Regions from separate parts of the Anas platyrhynchos genome. Here region 2 is linked to region 1. Evidence: chromatin contacts called from public Hi-C data. All regions are on one chromosome and are shown on one strand. Each heading gives the region's core, a stretch centred on a gene start, on an enhancer-like site or on the middle of the called end of the contact. The rest is flanking DNA. Distances are from core to core; before and after follow the strand shown. Region 1 overlaps RPS6KA3 (ribosomal protein S6 kinase A3). Region 2 overlaps LOC106020281 (a long non-coding RNA gene).

Region 1 (6,611 bases), core at 814-3,313:
TACTTTTTTATATTACTACTGCTGCCAACAACTTGCTTCCCTGAAACTTCCCCATTTGCTAACGTGCATCTTCCCTTACATACTTTCCTATGACTTTCCCAAGCTACAATTTTCCCCTTGACTATTTCTAGTATAGGTTTTGCATTAACTCTATTGTGGAAATTACTTTCCTTCATGCAGTTAACGTTCTTGTTTTTGCTGATGAAGGCCTGCTCTTTTTCTCCTTAATTAAACCTATGACATAATAGTCCCACTTTCAAGACTGTAACCTAACTCTGTACAAACAATTCTGTTTTATCGTGCCATAATTTCACTTCTGTGTCCAACCATTTCTTACTAATACTGCTTCTTGTTTTATTTTTTTCTCCTGGAAGCTCATAAGACTACTCGTTTGTTTCCTTTTTCATTGTTTTATCCCATCTTTTGTCCACATATCCACCTATATATTGAAGCTATTGCTTCTTTTGCACCAACAATCTATTTTTAAAAAATAATATGAAATTCTTTCTTATTTTTTCTAAGTAATTTCAAAGTGAAAACTGCTAGAAAACAAATTCATTTCTTTTTCTTGATTTTTAAGTTCAAGATGCATGCACATTGTTTTTCTTTGCCCTCTCTTTTCTTTCTCATCTTCCATTTGTAAATGTATTTACTGGTGCTAATTTCTACTACTGTTTCAACACCATGCCAATTCAAATCTTCATGTTGTGATTATTGAATGTCTTTAACTAAAAGGTTCTATCTATTCACAGCAAGTGTAAACTAGTTCTGCCCACCTCCTGTTTCCAAGAAACTAGTCTGATCTTTTTGTTCACTCACACTTATTTCAGGAGCCATACATTTTTTTCTGTCCATGTCTCAAGTCATATCTTTCTCTTTATTGTTCATGTGAGTCCACTCCATTCCTCAGTCTTTCCACTGTTGCTAGAAAAATCTTCTGTGTTCAGCTGCCATGTAGAATATCCTCCTTGCAAGTTAATTGACATTCATAATTACTTTCAGATTTCATCTGAACGTGTATCTCTAATGCTTTTTTCAACTTTTTTTCCTCACTTTCTGGTCTTTCTAATTGTTACTTGTTTCATAGAGCTGCACAAAAAATGTGGTATGAAGAAAGAATTTGTACGTGTTTTAACGTTCCATACAGTTCTGCTTATTACATACATACAAATCTGTTTTGCTGTTGGTAACATTAACAGCTGAAAAAAAAAAAAAAGGATTCTTAAAGTCTTCTGATATTTTCACATTTTTTGTCCGGCCCCATAAGAATTAGTGAATGGCAGTATGCTTTCTTATTATTTTCCATATATTAGTTAACATACTGTATTTCTCCTTATTTTTTTCTTAACCATTGAAAATGGACAGGTGTGCATCTGAATTCATATTGTCATAGTGTATCATATAAGATATATTGCTTTTCTTACCTTGTGTTCCTGAAAATCCACAAAAAATGCATTCTTTTTACAACGCATTTTCCTGGGCTCTTTATTTCTCACAATGCTGCTGAGACAAGTTTTTATTTTTGTGTGTTTTTCCTAAAACTGAGAAACTCTCCAATTTGGTGGGGGGGGGAAGCATAGTTGGCAGCAATAAAGTTAACTTTTCTAAGCATCTTGTTTCCTTTACTGAAGGTATGCCTTCATATAAAATTTGGTCTTTGTCCATCAGGAATGTCAGAAAAAAATGCTGTCACTCATGTAGTTTATAACCTAGGAACTCTCAGAACCTGGGGACTGCTTTTTCTTTCTGCTGTGTCAAGTGGCCACTAAAGGATTTTGTGAAAAGTGATTCATGATGGAAAGGATGTGATAAGTCTTAGTCTCTGGTTTACATGAGGTCCTCTGACTCACTGCGCTATAGATTGGGGTACATAGCATTCATCTAGCAATTCCTTGTGTTCTACCTTCGTTTATAGAGTTACTTCTCTAAGATTAATTGTGGTTTATATTTTGCCAGGTTTTAGATTTTTTTTCAAAGTACTTAACGGCCAGCACAACTGTTGGAGGTGTTTCGGATTATAATATCAGGGCAAAGATTTCCACCCACCCTGGCAGGGTTCTGTGGTATTCAGTTCTGTTCTCTGTCCTTCAGAAACATTGTTTTGCTACAAACGATAGATACCATTACGCATCTGCAGACAATGTGTTCCTTGCTTCCTTCCTACAGTATAGCTCTCAGCTACTTTGCTGTGAGTAGGAATGATGTTAAGTGCAATGAAATAAATGCATATAAAGTGCATGAATAAGAATTCCCCTGCTAAAGGTGCATGGCAATCAGGGAAATGCTGGTTGGCTTCCACCATTGTACAGGTGATCTTGATCTGCCTGTAGTGAAGCGCCCAAAAAAGGCAACGTGTTTTTTTTCTTCCCCAATACTTTCATGCAGAAGGGAATTTAAAAAAATAATAATAAATTAGTTTTTTGAAGCAATGAAGAGTGAATTGATGGCAGTAAGGATGTAGTTGCTGAAGTGACAAAGGTGGACTTCTACAAATGGCTGGAATGCAAGGCAAAGCATGTCTGCTTGAAATGCAGAGAAAGCTTTTGTTGTGGATTGTTACAAGTATAAGCTAAAGGTTGAACAAAAGATGGAAAGGAGGGAATTATATCCATCCTGACCATTAGAAAATGGTTATAAGGGAAAAAAAATGAAACCCTAGTAGCAATGAAATTACTGTAGAAGCTATTAAACGAAGGGGGGGGGGAAGGGTGAGGATTTCAAAATGAAATGGCAACTAACAAAACCTAAAATCTGAAATTCAAGCCTGGCAAGCTGCAAAGTAGTGTTTGAAATGAAATGGAGAATGGGGGGGGGGGTTAAAAAAAAAAAAAAAAAAAAGATCTTTCTCTTTTTACCTGCTCATCTTGCAAGATCTGTCCTACCTTTATTCAATTTGTATCTTCAAGTTTTCCATTGTTTTGCCCAGGTGTTCTTGGTATATGTCATACATGGTGCTTTTCTTACACCTTCTAAGATATGTTTTTATCATACCGTCAAATGGATCTGCTTGCTTGATGTCACTTGTTTAAAACTGCAATCAAAATGGATTACAAAAAATACGAGTTTGTAAACTGTTATCCTGTAACTATTATTTTCTACCACTTTTTTTTTTTTTACCTCTTTTTTAACATTTTACATCCTCTGTGTAAGTTCCCAAGTCATTACTGAAAACATTATACTACACAAAATGGAAAAAAAAAATGAAATTACAGGTTTACATGACTGACAGCACTTTTACCCTGTTTCTGATGTCTGAAGGCAATTTCTCAGTGATGCTATTTTTTGTGATTTGGATTTGTTGAATGACAAAGGGCAGGAGAAGTGCAAAGTTAATTCTTACCTTAATATGTTTGTATGCTATTAATTATTTTTGTTTTATAGGGCGAAACTTGGAATGCCCCAGTTTTTGAGTCCCGAAGCACAGAGTCTTCTGCGAATGCTCTTCAAAAGAAACCCAGCAAACAGATTAGGTAAAGTTTTTAATAGAATATTTTAAATTGGATCATAATTCTGATAACATGAATGACATTAGATTGACTAAATAAGTTTGCAATTTCACGTCTAAAACAGGCTTTGAAGCAAGAACATAGTTTGACTGTTTGCTCTTCTAATGATCACAGAATATTACTGTTTTTGCTATTCATGTTTCTAAAATTAATGAAGTAGTAATAAGAAATAATAATTTTGCTAGTAATTCTTTTTGACTAAGAAAATCACTTCTTCCTTATAAAAGGAGCAGGTCCAGATGGAGTTGAAGAAATTAAGAGACATCCATTTTTTTCCAAAATAGATTGGAATGTGAGTATCTAATTCAAAGTAAAATTAATAAGCTTCTTAATTAGAAAGTATTTGGTGGTGTCATACAACTTTTTAATCCATTCTGGGCTATTTTTCTCCATAGAAATTGTACAGGAGAGAAATTCATCCTCCTTTTAAACCTGCAACTGGCAGACCAGAAGATACATTTTATTTTGATCCTGAGTTTACAGCTAAAACTCCAAAAGGTAAAAAGAGAAGAACCAATCCATGTGTTCAGAAATTAGAAACATTGTTCCTCTTCAACTTATGTAAAGCATCTTGTTCTTGTAGGTGTTGATGGGGAGTTACCAAATCTGAGTACTACTACTCCTCCATAAACATAACAACAATATGCTCATCCATACGCTAGTATATGTAAACACTTTCTGCAGATTTTCTGCAGTTTTTAACTTACAAAATATTCTGACAATAATATGATCTTTGTAGCAGCTAGTTATCAGTGGTGTTTATGCATGGCATATGCAAAACAATTCAGTACTTACCTGTATTTTGGGCCTGAGAAAAACTTTCTACAAATTCTAGTTTGTGTGCTTTATAGAATAAGGTTGTATTTTACTCTTCAGAATAGACATAATCTCTTCATTTTAAAAACTGTGCTTGTAAGTAGATGACATGTTTTTCAGATTCGCCTGGTATTCCACCTAGTGCTAATGCACATCAACTTTTTCGTGGATTTAGTTTTGTAGCTATTGCATCAGATGATGAAAGCCAATCAATGCAGACAGTTGGAGTGCATTCAATTGTCCAGGTGAGTACATCAAATTTAGCAATAAAATAAACATATTAAAAAGTTAATAAAGCAGTGTTACTGTCTCTCGGTGGAGGGGGTTTTACCTTCATCATAAAATGTCATGACAAAGTCATTATCAGCTTTTTATTCAGTAAAAGCAAGGATTGGATTATTTTTCTGAACAAGATTTCTAAAGGTGCAGGACCTATTTCATTACTCCACAGCTGTGAGTGTGAACGGTCTTCAACCCTTTAAATGAAAACATTCTAAACATTCTGTCATCTGAATTGTAATTGCTCTTTAATATCTAGCCATTACTATAAGCCAAAGGGGAATACAGACATCTTGATCGCTTTCCCCTACGCCCCACAATATTGGTTCTGGCAGTGCAGGTAGGAAGCACTGTAACACAACTGTAAAGTCTCTCTGAATGTTATTAGACTGCTATGTATTTTAGAACTATGGTTATATTCAGTCTCTCCTGAGGTACTTTTTTATTTTAAGTGCTAATCTGTGACATTTGGTGGCTATTTTTGCTTCGTGTAAGTCAGTGTTAAAGTACACACAAGCTTTGGCTTCCTACTGGTATAGAATGGTTTCCCATATTAATTATTGTGAGGTTGTTAATTTTAATAACCTGAAGTGTCACTATTTTTATACGTTCCATTACTTCTGATGCTGCTTATTTTTAAACAACAAAGCTTTGGTTAGGCACAATCCTGTGTGAGACAAGAAAGGGTGACTTCATGCTAGAATAGGGGAGAGGCATGCCTTGACTCCATATAAGACTGAGGTCATTTTAAAAGCGTGTTTCAGCAGTGGAGAGTTTGCAGTAAGCAGAACAAAAGTAGATGCATGTAAGGGGGGGGAGGGAAATGAAATACCTCTGTAAAAATTCTATTTCCACCTCGTTTTTCTGCTTTTAATACCTGACTACTGAGGAAGACTAAGTCATGAAAACCAACTGGTAGTCTAAATTGTGGTGAAAACTTCTTAATGGTGTATAGGTAGGAATATAATAGTATACTGTATGATTAGATTTCCTTGTAGTTTCACTGCAAGGATGTTTTGTAAGTGTGTGAGGAGTTTTTGTGTTTTTTTTTTTTTTTTTTTTTTTTTTTTTTAAAACAGTCTATGCATAACCAAAATAGCTTTTCTTTAATCCACATACAGTGTCTCAAATAGTTGAAATATTCTTGCTTGTGCTCATTACCTGTTCCATTTGTGATAAACTGTTAAATTTCAAGAGTTCTTTAGAACAGAAGAGGATCTAAGAAGTTGTTTGATATAGTATACACATCAGAATAACTTCTGGTCCAGAAGTTCGGGTCTTGCTAACAGTTTCTGCAGGCTTCATTGTACTCCTTTCCCACATAGTTCTGTGGATCAAATTCTTTCTCTTTGTATATGGTTTCCTTCTCTTGTAAAAGTCTTTCTCTGTTGCTCTTCCTTTGTGCCCCTCAACCACTTCCTCACTCTTATTTCCTCTTTTCTCTGCTGCAGGATACCCAGATGGTTTCCTGCAAATGCTTTGCATCCTTTGCACAAACTCCTTATACCAGATCGCCATTTCCTTCCGAGAGTGAAACACTTCTCCTTTATGCTCTTTGTTTCTGTGAAACAATTTGAGTGTTCCATGAAAATCCCAGTTAATCTGATCATATTGAATATAGTCTGAAATTTCTAGCTGGCATTTGACATGTAAAGAAAACTTTAACATTCATCTACTTAGATAATAGAAACTATTTTTTATTACTAGCTGTAGTCCTCAGATCTTTTGTCTATGAGTTTCTATTTTTAAATTAATAAATCAGTAACCAGAAACGAAATGTTGTAAATTTGGAAAATAGTGTGCATTATTTGCAATGTATCTAATATATAATTTATCACATTAACCATCAGTTTAAAATTTGATGCAAATCAGTAGGAATTCAAAAACGTGTTACTGATATTTATATTTATACATATTTAGAATATTCATCAATTGATAATGTTATTTTGGTAGCAGTTGCACAGGAACAGCATTCAGTTTACTGATGGATATGAAGTAAAAGAAGATATT
Region 2 (6,796 bases), core at 2,449-4,948, 57 kb before region 1:
ACCCACTGTGTCAGCCCTGAAGGACAACACAGAACGTGGTTCTACATCTGCCAAAATCTCTCCAAAATGCACTCACTGCTTTTAAAGTGGAGGTGGAAAGGCTTCTGCTTTTTGACAGTACTAAAGCCATGCTTTGAAGAGTTTACTGTCTCACTTTGGAAAAATACAGTTTCTGGGACAGCAGCTGAAAGACACTGTTGAGCTGGATACAAGAAAACTTGAGGGAATTTGGGGAAAAGCAGGGCTTTTTACGTGAGAGGCCTGAAGCACAGAGTGACATAAAAAATGCATGAGGCTGAGAAACACAAGAGACAAAGCAGGAAAGAAGGATATGAAACCGTGAAAAAGGTAAAGGATAAAATAACTGCAGTAAGCCAGGGACAGAATTCTGCTGGGCCACAGAGCTGAACCTGGATAAAGAGCAGAAAGAAGTGAAGGGGCAAGAAAATGACAAGAGAGATCAGAGGAGCCTGGCTTTGTTGGTGAGTGATGAGAGATGAGGAGAGCCTTGCAACAACAGGACTGCAATTTCTGGCAGCAGCAATAGGCAGGAAATGCTGAATTGCAAATACACAGCTCATGAAGGCACACGACTTAATGAGAAGCTGATGACTTGACAATGAGGATTAGAGAGGTTTCTTGTACGGCAGGTGGGAAGTTATTAAAAGAAAGTGTTTGGGTGGGAAAAGGGGAAACAAAGTTTTGGACACTGCATGCAATGAGGCGAGAATAAGGATGACTGGACAAGGAAAGAGTAATGTGCTATGTGAGGAAATAGATGTGCACAAGGTGGGTGGGTGAACAGGGAGAGCAGGTGATCTGCTTCTTCTGCCAAGTGCCAACTTGGGGCTGCCTATGAGGGATGAAGAATACCTCAAGAGGAACGCAAGAGTGAAGTTAAGAGAACCAGGACTGTACTCAGAAGATAAAATGGGAGAAATTTGCAGAGGATTAAGAGGACTGAGAAAAGGCAGTCAGAGCTGGCTGGAAGGAAATTAGTGACAGATTTCCTGCTTGTCTCCAAGGAAAAATAAACTCAGTGTGGAATGTAACCCTTTAAACAAGAGCATTGGTGTGTCACTAATGTAAAAGGAGTTTTTGTGGACTAAAGTGGACAAATTTTGTAATATAGACAAGTGGTTCTTTTAAGGAGCTCATAAAGGATCTCTTTGTCTTTAGAAACTATTAAAACAAAAAAAAAAAATCTGTAGCAATGACATTAATAATTAAAGAATCCTTGCAACAGACTAATTCAGCGCTCTCTGGAGATGGCCATCTTATTGCAATTTGCAGTCTCTCTTAACCAACGTCATTAGTAGTGGTTCTAGAAAGCACAAAGGAATGAGACACTGAAATACTGCAGGAACACTGTCAACACTGATCAAAGCCCTTGTCGTAGTTTTTATTCAACTAGGGCAAGCAGCTCATTTGTGCACAGCACAGAGGCATTCATTCGGCTAAAGCAGGCAAAATAACGTCATTCCTTCCTGAAAATTGTGATTTTTTTTTTTTTTTAAATAGCTTCTTTGAAGCCAGACAAAGTTTCATTTTTGCTACAAGTGAATCGGTAGGGGAGGAATATGATCCTGACAACCTGCTTAATCCCTTCTACTGTCTGTGGTGATTTAATACCAAAGACTCTATTAACTTGTAGGCCCACTGATGGCTGAAAATTTGCTTCTTACTGCAAACATTTAGCTGAAGCCACTGGACATTTTATCTGGGTGTAATTGATTTAATGAGACACTGAATGGATGTTTGCTTCATTAATCTTGTATCAAGTGGCTCTAAAAAAGAAAACATTGGCATATCTCTACAACTGCTCAGAGCTTCTCTATGGTTTATCACTGTTAACACATCAGCATTTCCAATTTCCTGTGATTCACTAAATACTGACACAAAAATTCGTATATAGAATTACCTGGCTATTAATTTTCAAGGCACGAATGATCCTTACATGATCTCTAGAATTGTTTTGGATTTCTCCTCTTCCCTGTTTAAACAGCCCTCACCTATTCTCAGCATCCCTTTTCTGTTTCCTCCTACATACTGCTCTACCTTCGTTTTCACTTACTGGAATGACCAACAAGTCAAAAAACTTCCACAGCCTCCCCTCCTCCACCTGAAATATCTTGTGTGATCTAGGAGTAGGTCAAGTCCATACCACTTATTAGCTTAAGCACACCGTAACTCAGAACCTTTTACAGCTCAAACAGCACAGACTTTATAGTTTCTGACTCATCTGTTGCATGCATACATTTTTGCAACACCGCAGCTCCAAATAAGGGACCACATCAAAAAACGCAGCAATCAGCTGCTTTGCAACACTGCATAAATGTTGATGTCTCCTCATCTTGCTACTCCTTTTGGCAAGGCAGTGATTCTGGAGCAAGTCTTTGCTCCATCAGAAAGGGCAAAGTGGGTCAACACAGCAGGGACAAAGTGTGTAACCCATGAGGGGGACAAGGATGTTTCAGACAATATGCTTCTCTTCAGTCCTTCCAGAAATCGAGATGATTTCCGTCACATTCATTCCTCTCTTTCAGTAAACTCTGGTTTTGGGTGATGGAAATGAGTACTCACTGTGGGACTGCCTCATCACGAGGTCCTGAAGCTACTGCTGGAGGTCTAAAATGTCCATATTCAGAGTAGGCATCTGCCCTTTACATCAGTAAATCACCCAAGGGGCCCATAATCCTGCTGGAAGGAGAAGTGCCTGCACTGTTTGGAGTTTGCCAGCCCCTAGTTGGGTTGTGAGTAGTGAAAAAACACTTCGGGGTAAGTCAGTCATCAGTGACATTTCTTATTCACAGAAGACACATCAACTAGGTATGGGAGTGAATCAGTCACATTTCTGAATTACAGCGAGGCTGGGGCTCACAGCAGGAGCTCCCAGGTGCAAGAGAACGGGAGACACCATAGAAGCAGGTGGGAAAAATACTACGTACTGTACACCAGGTACCATGACAACCCCTGGTGATTTACATTTGATGATGTTGCAGGTCTTATTTTTGTACTGGAGAGGATTTATGGACAAGATGTCTGGCTACAGACCTGGGCCCCCCTCAGAAAGGCACTGCTTGGTTTTCTACAGGGAAAAAGACGAGGCACAACTGTGAGATGCTGGTGAAAGAGTGAGTGAACCATCCAGAGGAAGCACGCAGACCTTTTACTGTTGCAAAGAAACAGGGGTAGAAAACTGTATGTGTATATCTGATCACTTTAACAGGAGGTATTCCAGAAGAGATTAGCAGACTGCTGGGAATGAGGATCAGGTGTTGTTCAACATGATAAAGGATAGATGTTAGCTCAGTCAGGAGAATCCTTTTGTGTATAATTAAGGGGCAGGAAAGAGAAAATAAAGCTTTCTGGATCTAAGAGGGATTCTTGGCTAAGAGACACTGGATAATCTATAAAAGGAAGCAAAGAGTTAGATCGTTAGAGCAGATGATTTGGTGGGTAGCTTTCGAAGAGAGCCAGTAACGGGGGAGGATATTAACACAATTTAACTGGGAGCGGGCTATAGCACAAAATCAGGAAATGGAGGTAGCAATGTTACAACACAGAAGAGCTGGATAAATTGTGCTTTTCTTGTCAGTAGCCTCTTTAAATCAGACCTAATTTGATAACAATAACAGAAGGATATGTGATCCTTAAACTCCTAGGTCTGGGGGAGGAGGGAGGAGACGGGCAGTGTATGTACAGCACTGTGGCCTCCCTGGGCCTTGTGTGTTTTATAGCAGTGACTTGTGAGGCTGACAAGTTTGTTACTGTTATACTAGCCTTGTATAAACACAATAGAGTCTCATATTCTACTTCCATCAACTTTGTATCTTTTTCCTTGTGAACAGCTACCCTATGTAATATGTAACCCAGCAGAACCCTGACCCACAGAGACTGATCCTTGTTTATACCGTACCATTTCCTTTTTGTGTCAAAATACAGAATCTGGAATTTGGGTATTCTTCTCGACGTCCCACCATAACAGGGTGGTAACTTGAACTCAGTATTTGATAACAGGTTCCCATGCAAGACTTTGAAGCTCAGCAAAAGCTTTCTCATATTCTGCGGTGAACAGGATAAGCATTGTCACTCGGAAGATAAATCTGAGCTATCCATATGTACAGAAATGCTAAAATGAGAACATATGTTGGAGACAGGTAATGAGACCGTATTTTATTGAATTCCACATTTCCACTCAGGATATAGAAACCACAGGCACAATATTTCCTGCTAGTACTGTAACCACAGATAAAACTCAGATCAGCAATACCATGAAGTCTGATCCATTATGCTTTACTCTTGTGATACCAGTGTACTGTGATATAAACAAACATACATATGCATACACAGACAAGCTAGAGTTTTAAGTGGTGAGTCAGATACCACATCCCTAATATAGGTAGGATTTAGAAGTATTCTTATTGGCATTATTGTATCTTCTACTACATTTGCAGGATCAGAACTTCAAAGAAAAGCCTGCCAGAGGAAATTGTAGGAAATGTTTGCATTCCAGTACGATTCCATCATCCAGGGGTCTGTAACAGCAAAAGCACCCTTCAGCAGATTATTTTTTTTTTTTTTTTTTGAAAGGCCAGGTCAGGTCTTTATCCACAACAGTTGTTCACTTCAGTTTTTTCCTTTTTAATTCTGTTATAACTCTCCGTAACCCTGGTTTACATAGATGATTCTATACATATGGGGGCAGACTACATGACTTCTGGTGCCTCTGCTACAGCAACTCACACCAGCTGGGAACTTCTTTCAGCACTTTGTTTCTCTCCCTGGTCTTCATCAGCTCTCCAAACATCAATGAAACCATGCTTTCAATATCCCAATGAGGTTAAGGAGACGTTCCTTCTATTTGCATCCAAAGCACAGAGCAACCAGTTCTAATTACCACTAAGGCTTCCTTATTCTATTCTGGCAGGATGTATTTACTCTTCCCCAATCAAGGCCTCTTCACTCTTTTGAAAACATCATTAAGAAAGATTAAGCGTCCTTAGATGAATCTCATCTATATTAAGTGACTTACCAAATTACACAATTGTCCTTTGTGATCTGCTAGGAACTGAATTCAGGTGTCCCGAGAGCAAGAGACTCTGCCTCTGCTAGCTAAACAAACAAATTGTACTGATTTTCTCTTTAACTCCTCTGATGTTTTTTACATGTAAATTTGAACAGTAACTTCTGTGTATTTTTGTGCATTAAATTCAAATTATATGCCTCAGTACTATGATCATAATACCTACAACTGAATTTCAATTTGCACTTTCAGAACGCATTTACCCTTTCATATTCTATTCGCTGTAATCAGAACATACTGCACAATAATTCACACCTAATACACTACACCTATATGAGTGTGGAATTTGTGGTTTTTGTTGCCATAATTTCAGTTTGCTATGCAATTCCCTCCCTTTTCTTCGTATTTTAAAAATGGAAGTTCTAGCTTCCAATTACTACTCTTATAGCAATACTAGCAAACTAAACCTTTTTTATACTTACTAATTGTTCTTCTGGTGGTATGACTATGGTGATTTACTAACTTTGCCATGAATTTTGCCTTAAATACAAAGAGGAAGTAGATGCATTAGATGCCACTGCAAATAAGCAAAGTTCCCCAATTTCTACGACTCACAAGTAATATCTCCCCTTTCAATATGGTTTGATTTTAGATTTGCTAGAATATTAAAAAAAAAAAAAAGTGCAGCTTGTGAAGCTCACTTAATTCATATGTTGACAGGTTAACAAGATTTTATACAGTACTGTAATTTCAGTGCCATATGCTACTTCTTCCTAATGAATGTGATCACTTTTTCGGGTGCAATGCATGTATAACATCTGTGTGGATGCAAAATTATTGCAACCACTTATGCAAAGGTGAAACCAACCCTTGCTGAGTCTGGTGACAGAGTTAATAGCAGTGACTACATTCAAGTGGTGATAGCTGTGCTTAAAGGAAATGAAGTTAAAAGGAAAGGTCTGCTGCCATGGGTGAAACAAAGATCTTGCTTTGGCCTGAGACAAAAGGAATGAAACATAGGAGCTGCTGTCTCGAGGCAAAATACCTTCAGTATCTTACTTCTCACTGTGAGGACAATCCAACTCTGAGTCTAGCAGGATCTGAAAGACGGAATGCCCTACATCTCCCAGAGATTAACTGGTATGTTTCTCTTCCCGTGGAGAAAATTTCAAGATAGTTTTTTTGCCCTGAAGTCTGTTCTTGCAAGGCAGCCCGTATAAAAATCCAAATGCAACTTCTTCCCTTATAAAATTTAGATGTGTGGTGTGATAATACTCAACCCCCCAAACAATGAAAGGGCATAATTCTGCCTACCCTCTGCACTTCTGTGCCTGAGAAAAGGTCAGATTTCTACTGTTTGCAGTCCTCTTATATGCTACCACATAAGATCTTTGCCCTTGTTTTTTCTGGGTTTGATGACTGCATACATGGAAAGACAGAAAATGACCAACATACAAAATTTAGAGTAACACCTGAAATGTAACACCTAATCTCCTTCTAAAAAGAGTTTCAAATTCAAATAAGTAATTCAGAACAGGTACCTATGGCAGGAAAGGAATAGACAAATATGAAAGGAAAAGAGGAGATCATGGAAACTTTAATTTAGAGGAAAAAAAATCTCCACATAAAGAGGGATTGCTTGAATTATGTTAAACAAAAGCTTTGTTAATATCTTTTTCTGTTTTGGTTGCCACCTTCCAGGTGACCAGATTCTTTAACAGCAAGCCTCAGATGTATGTACCTGACTGTGTAGTTGATGCAGGTACGAAA

The links. A called contact is a pair of places that touch in the nucleus more often than the background predicts.
Region 2: a Hi-C map of liver shows a contact between it and region 1, with 1.7 times the contacts expected there. The contact joins two enhancer-like sites. A contact is called at or near these places in 2 of 8 Hi-C or Micro-C datasets (liver and subcutaneous adipose tissue).

Annotation. Positions count from the first base shown.
Region 1 is chr1:114,906,618-114,913,228 of IASCAAS_PekinDuck_T2T, reverse strand. It overlaps RPS6KA3 (ribosomal protein S6 kinase A3), which reads left to right. Exons shown (of 22, transcript XM_038167731.2): 11 at 3,382-3,470; 12 at 3,734-3,798; 13 at 3,902-4,004; 14 at 4,443-4,567; 15 at 6,558-6,611. Among named protein-coding and RNA genes, the nearest start is that of RPS6KA3, 54 kb to the left of the region's middle. Within about 2 kb of position 2,063, at least 2 of the 8 cell types and tissues checked have an H3K27ac peak or open chromatin away from gene starts, as enhancers often do.
Region 2 is chr1:114,965,548-114,972,343 of IASCAAS_PekinDuck_T2T, reverse strand. All of the region lies in intron 1 of LOC106020281 (a long non-coding RNA gene), which reads right to left. Among named protein-coding and RNA genes, the nearest start is that of RPS6KA3, 5.4 kb to the right of the region's middle. Within about 2 kb of position 3,698, at least 1 of the 8 cell types and tissues checked has an H3K27ac peak or open chromatin away from gene starts, as enhancers often do.